Linked DNA regions of Hordeum vulgare: region 2 is linked to region 1. The links are chromatin contacts, called in public Hi-C maps. All regions are on one chromosome and are shown on one strand. The core of a region is the stretch at or near the end of the contact, and the rest is flanking DNA. Distances in the headings are between cores, read along the strand shown. Region 1 has its middle 5.1 kb from the start of LOC123411280. Region 2 holds the start of LOC123411287 (NEP1-interacting protein-like 1).

The links. Hi-C and Micro-C count contacts between places; a contact is called where the count stands out from the background.
Region 2: a contact with region 1 is called in a Hi-C map of seedling, with 2.1 times the contacts expected there. The contact joins the promoter of LOC123411287 here to the enhancer-like site in region 1. A contact is called at or near these places in 2 of 6 Hi-C or Micro-C datasets (leaf and seedling) and 1 of 1 datasets of contacts at active chromatin or transcription factors (embryo).

What each region holds. Positions count from the first base shown.
Region 1 is chr1H:368,784,100-368,787,318 of MorexV3_pseudomolecules_assembly, forward strand. No RefSeq gene overlaps it. Among protein-coding and RNA genes, the nearest start is that of LOC123411280, 5.1 kb to the right of the region's middle. Within about 2 kb of position 1,707, at least 2 of the 3 cell types and tissues checked have open chromatin away from gene starts, as enhancers often do. A contact at or near this core is called in leaf and seedling, where this site is marked.
Region 2 is chr1H:368,934,672-368,937,890 of MorexV3_pseudomolecules_assembly, forward strand. LOC123411287 (NEP1-interacting protein-like 1) reads left to right here and starts at 1,648. Exons shown (of 3, transcript XM_045104220.1): 1 at 1,648-2,112; 2 at 2,473-2,556; 3 at 3,206-3,219. The coding sequence starts at 1,789.

The DNA of each region.
Region 1 (3,219 bases), core at 457-2,956:
GTATGGTTAAGTGGTGAGGCTGCAGCAAGCGACTTACCATTTATTTGAGGTGGCTAACTTACGAGTACAAGAATAAGAGGGGGGTGATCTACGCACAGCGGACGTGAACTACTGATGATCAAATGAATGATCCTGAACACCTACTTACGTCAGACATAACCCCACCGTGTCCTCGATCGAGGAAGGAGCTCGTGAAAGAGACAGTCACGGTTACACACTCAGTTGGTGGTCGTACGTGATCTATGCGACAACCGGTGGTGCTATCTACGCTTTCAGCCCTGATATGCCCAGCTTTGTTGATGTCTACGCACTCGACGGTGGTGATCGTACGTGATTTATGCGACAACCGGTGGTGCTGTGGTTATTACCTCTGCCTTTTCTCAAAAGGAATACAACTAAATTCAAAATGTTCTAAAAGTTTCTTGTTCTACTCTCCTATTAGAAGTTTAGTACTATTTATAATCAAACATAGAAATGCACTTGAAAGTAATCTTTTAAGAAGGAAGAACTCACTCTTCGGACAACCCCTACAAATTCAAAAGGAATCTCCTATTTCCCGCATTTTGCGTCAAGTATTGGAGGCACCACACAAGGAGATTGAACGATTGTTCTAACTGCTACGGTCCATTTAAGCGGAACATCTTAAGGCGGTTTTGCGAACCTTTTAGAGATTTCTAGCCGGGTTTTTCTGATTTTGCAAAACTTCTAGAATGTTCCCACAACCGTTTGTCTTGTTTTTTGTTTTTATTTTTTCTTTTTTGTTTCTTTTCTTTGTTTCCGTTTCCAAAAATGTTCTTGATTTTCAAAAATTATTCTATAAATTCAAAAAATATTTTTGTGTTTATAAAAAATGTTCGAAGTTACAAATATTAGCCATTTTTTAAAAATATTCATAACTTCAAAAACTCTTTGGGATTTTTAATAAATATTCGTTTTGTAAGAAAATGTTCGGAATTTTAATAAAATGTTTGGTCTTTCCAAAAATGTTCAAAATATCAAAACACATTCAGTTTTTATACTAACTTCTTGTTGGCAAATTGTTCTTAAAGTTTGAAAAAAATTCTTGCTTTTAAAAAATGTTCGAAAAGATTGTCGTTTTTAAAAGTTTGATCATAAATTCCAAAATTGTTCTGGATTTTAAAAAAATCTTCAAATTCGAAAAATGCCTTTGTTTTTTATATAAAGTTCGAAATTTTAACATTTGCCGTTTTGAAAAAATATCCATAACTTCAAAAATTGTTCGGGATTTTCAAACAAATGTTCGATATTTAACAAAAATCTTCAGTATTTTAAAAAAATGTTCGTTATTTCCAGAAAAAATCGCTATTCCAAAATTTCCTTCAATTTTTAAACTAAGTAAGTTTTCCAGAATTATTCTTAAATTTCGAAAAATGTTCTTGTTTTAAAAAATGTTCCAGAATTATTCTTAATATTCAAAAAATGTTCTGTACTTTCGAAAAATATTCCGCAAATTCAAAATATGTTTTTCCTTCCAATTCGAAAAGTTAAGGAAAAAGGAAAGAAAAAACGAACCAAAAAACTAAAATAAAAGGAAATAAACAGAATAGGAGAAAAAAGGAACATAAAAAAGGAAAAATATCATATCTCCTTAAGACAAATAAAATGCGTCCAGCCTAGTCAGGCGACCCCTTGTGTGCTCGCTTGGCAGTTAGCCCCAACGAGCGGCGCATAGGAGGTCCCCACCGGGAGCTCCTGCCCGTGGCTCATTGCGGCAGCAACTCTGGCGCCGCACTGGGCGGTCGCCCTGTCTGTGTTGGCCAAGTTTTTTTTTTCTGTTACTTTTTTCCATTTCTGTTCATTTCCTTTTTTGGTTCTTTTTTCTACCTTTTTCCTTTTCTTTTTGTATTTGAAGCAAGACCATTTTTTGAATGTGAAGAACAACTTTGAAAAATCGTGAACAAATTTGAAAGCACGAACATTTTTTGAATCTTGGGAACATAACTTTAAAAACCCCCAAAAAGTTTGAAAGCACAAAAAAGCATGAACATTTTTTAAATTTTGAGAATACATTTTGAAACCGAGAAAAATTCTGAAAAATCGTGAACAAATTTGAAGCACAAAAAAACTTAAAGCACGGACATTTTTTGAATGTTGAGAACAAAAGTTTGAAAAGTTAAATAATTTTGAAAAAACCCCGACCTAATTTGGAAGCGCGAACAAATTTTTAAAGCATGAACATTTCTCTAATTTTGAGAACAAATTTTGAAACAGAGAACAAATTTAGAAGCGCGAACAATTTTTTAAAGCACGAACATATTTTGAATCTTGAGAACAAAATTTTGAAAAATCTAGAACAAATTTAGAAACACACAAAAAAATCACAAACATTTTGAAAAATCCTGAATTAATTTGGAAGCTCGGACAATTTTTTAAAGAACGCACATTTTTTGAATCTTGAGAGCAAAATTTTTAAATGGAGAACAATTTGAAAAAACCCGAACAAATTTGGAAGCGCCAACAATTTTTTAAAACACAAACATTTTTTGAATCTTGAGGATAAGTTTTGAAACCGAGAACAATTTTAAAATTTCTGAACAAATTTGAAAGCATGAACAATTTTCTAAAGTACGAACACTTTTTTAGTGTTGAGAAAAAATGAAACGGAGAACAATTTTGACAAAAAACCCTAACAAATTTGGATGCACAAACAATTCTTTTAAAACAAACATGTTTTAAATCTTGAGAACAAATTTTGAACCGAGAACAAATTTGAATCTTAAAAACAAATTTTGAAATCAAGAACAATTTTTTGAAAATACAGATCAATCTTATAAAATTAAGAATTTTCTTAAATATCCAAAAATATTTTTTGAAAATTAGGAACATTTTTTGGAATAGAAATAGAAAAGAAAGGAAAGATTAAAAACGGAAAAGTAAAAAAATATGTCATGAGAACCTTCTAGAAATTTTCCAATACCAGAGAAAACCGGGTGGGAACCTCTAGATGGTTTCCAAAACCAGGACGCTGCAACGCCGCTAGATCGCCTCCTGTTCTGTTCTGTGCGAAGCCGGACACCGCTTGGGCGAATAGGGTTTTCCGTCCCAACTACTTTGCCCGCAACGTGTTGGTTAGTTCACAAATGTGCACCTGTTAAGATATTACTAGAACAATTGCCCGTGCGTTGCAACGAGGGATACGCTATAAAATCCTTGTACACAGGACAGAGTAACATATAACTCGCCATCAGTTTTTGAAGA
Region 2 (3,219 bases), core at 398-2,897, 150 kb after region 1:
CATTCTTAGTTGAGTAGTGTTGTTTTGTCTTGTTGATGTAAGATTAGTGCTATGTTGTCTTGTTGATGTAAGATTAGTGCTATGTTGTCTTGTTGATGTAATGGGATCATGTAATCCATCTTTTGTTGCAATGAGAATGAACATTTGGTTCGAAAGAAAAATACTCCAATGATCGATAACAAAATTAACATCACATGATAAAAGTGACATCCACTACTTGAACCATCTATGCATCATCAGCACTACTCGATGATCAGTGTTGGATCATTTTAAAATTTCCTTCAGTTCATCCTTAGTCAGAATATCTCGATAGCAAATGCTCATCAGTTCTAGCCTGACCTCTTCTGCGCCGGGAGGAACAGAGAATTGCTCGATCGGTGGCAATGGGTCGCCATCGACCATCTCGCCGCACTTCTGTCCGTCGTAGATGCCACTATCATCCACGAGCGCATGTTGGCCGTCCTCGTCCTCCAGGTTGGCACCATCCACCTTCATGCCCCTCACGGCGAGCGCGTGCAGCAGTTCGGTGAGCTGTTGCACCTTGTCGGTCAGCTTGTTCACCTTGTCGACCAACGCATGCACGACGTGCTCAAGTGCGTGGACGCCACCGTCCTTCAGGTGCATGCTGCACTCCGCGAACGCGCCGCCTTCCACGACTGCGTCGCCGTCCGTGGGCGCACTGCCTTCCATGACTGCGTCGCCATCCGCGAGCGGCAGGAGGCCACTATCCGCAGACACGCTGCCTTCCATGACTGCGTCGCCGTCCGCGAGCGGGAGCACGACGCCGTCCGCGAGGGCGCTGCCCTCTGCGAGCGAGAGAACACCACTGCTCGTGAGCGCACCGCCTGTGGGGAGCACGCCTCCGTACACGAGCTCGCTGTCGTCCACGTCGAGCAAGCTGTCTTCCGCGAGCAAACTTTCATGCATGGACTCACTATGCTCTACAGGTTGGCTGTCCTCCCACAACCATGATGGGTGGATTTCATCCATAGAAATGGAGGGGATGTAGAGGAGAAGGGAGAGTGAGATGTGGAGAATGGGAGGGTGAGATGAGACCCGTGGGAAGGAGAGGAAGAGGTAGGCAGCTGGTTTCCTTGGGAAGAGGCGGTGGCTGCGGCGCTGTACATGGAAAAGAGGCGTTGGCTGTGCATGGGAAAGAGACATGCAATAATTGGAAAGGAGGGGTAAAGTTGGAAACAACAGCCAAGAAAAGCTAGTACGCAGAGCATTGAGGGAAAAATCAACTTTTCTTAAACGCAAAGAAAAAAGGACCGGAGGGAGTACTGGGGACTGAATTTACCAAGTCCGGATGTAGAAGCTCTAACCTAGAAGAAACCTACGTCTACAGAATCACCCATCTTAATTCATCTAGGTCCCAGCCTCCCAGGATACCGTGACTGCCGCAAACGATGGGGTCGAGTGCTGCTAAGCTGAATAAACAAGCTACACAGAGGCACGAGCTCGTGCACTAGACCCACCGAAACAGAGCCGAGAACACAAGCGGCCCACGCCACGCCGCAGCCGCAGCCGCAGCGAGGACAGGACAAAATCAAAACCAGTGGCGGCCTCACCACCGGACCCGACCACAGATTTCCTCTCACGTTCCCGCGCCGCTATTTATACACACGACCCCGCTCTCCTCGTCTCCACTACCATCCTACTCACCATCACGCACCATTCCCTCTTCTCCCCTCCGCGCCACCGGCGTGCGTGCGTGCGTGCGTCGTCAGTTCGCTCCAGCTCAGTTGAGTTCAACATCCGGCTTCTCGGTTCGGTCTCCCTCCCGCGATGGACACGTCGGCGTCCCCTGGTCCCAGCTCGTCCGCGCCGGAGCCCCGGCAATGGCCCGGCGGTCGCCCAGGGCTGGGGTCCGTGGCGCTTGAGCTGGCCTGCAAGGTGCTCTGCGTCGTGGCGACCTGCGCCTTCGCGGCCGTGGGGTCGCTGGTCGGTGCGGTGTCGGGGTCGGTGATCGGGCTGGCGACGGAGAGCGGGGTGGTGCGCGGCGCCGGCATCGGCGCCATCTCCGGCGCCGTCTTCTCCATCGAGGTCGCTGAGTCGTCGCGGGACCTCTGGCACACCAGCGACTCCGCCGTCTGGAGCGTCCTCTTCATGGTACGTATATCACTGCATTGCCACCTACCCTTCTCCATTATATACCCACGGAATGGAGCAGTTTCTCGCACGATGCGACGCGATCGCCTCCGAGACGAGGCGAGTTTTGCAGAATTCAGAGCACTCCGCTGCCCTGTTTCTGTAAACGCGATTGAATTTCATGGTATGCATGGGCTATGTTATTGATCATAATAAAAACATCAAAATGATGTCGACTCTCGACTCTCCGAATCGAATCTGTACTTTGTTATTGACGAGGCTACCACTGTTCAGCATTTGTCAGTGACGCACGTCGAGGTACATGGAGTTATGGAGAGTGGCTTATTACTGACCGTGTTTGTACTACTGTACGACGTGCAGGTGGACATCGTCCTCAGCCTGCTGAGCGGGAGGCTGGTCCGCGAGAAGGTGGGGCCGGCGGTGCAGAGCGCCGTGCAGAGTCAGGTAGAGCCTCGACCTCAGCCCGAACGAAAATCATGGCGCACCATGCTTGATTTAAATACCAGTATTTAATAAGGCTCTTTACGACGCGCGAGTGATCAACCACTCCAATTAATTAACCAATCTCCCTCAGCATACATACTTACTCCACCATCATGAGGTGACTGTCACTCTGTCAGTGATAGCTCATATGCATTGTCTAGTGGAGTAGTATGTAGTAGTACAAGCTATTGCTATCTTCAGACACAAGGATTTCTTGTGAGGAAATCCATGCACAAGAGAAGACAGCAACCTAAAAAGGGCTTCTCTTTTGGTAACAAACATGGGTGGTTACAAAGGTGCTATCCTAGTGCAAATCTTGTAGATCACTCGCTGAGTCACACTCGCTATAAGTCGTAGTTATTGGGGTGAGCTCATCACCCATAAGTGTTAAAAATATTGCATCGATGACGGCATGGTTAACTAACACCGGTTTTACGCCCATTTTCTATTCCATGTGGATCACAACAAATTAGATCGTGTCACAAGGATAAGATTAAAAAAACATGTCAACACAGCTCAAAAAAACATACATAATGTCGATAGCGTTTCACATTTTCACCGTCAGTGTCGGCATTACATAATTATTAACCACGCATACATTGGCATGCAGATAAGCGCCATCAG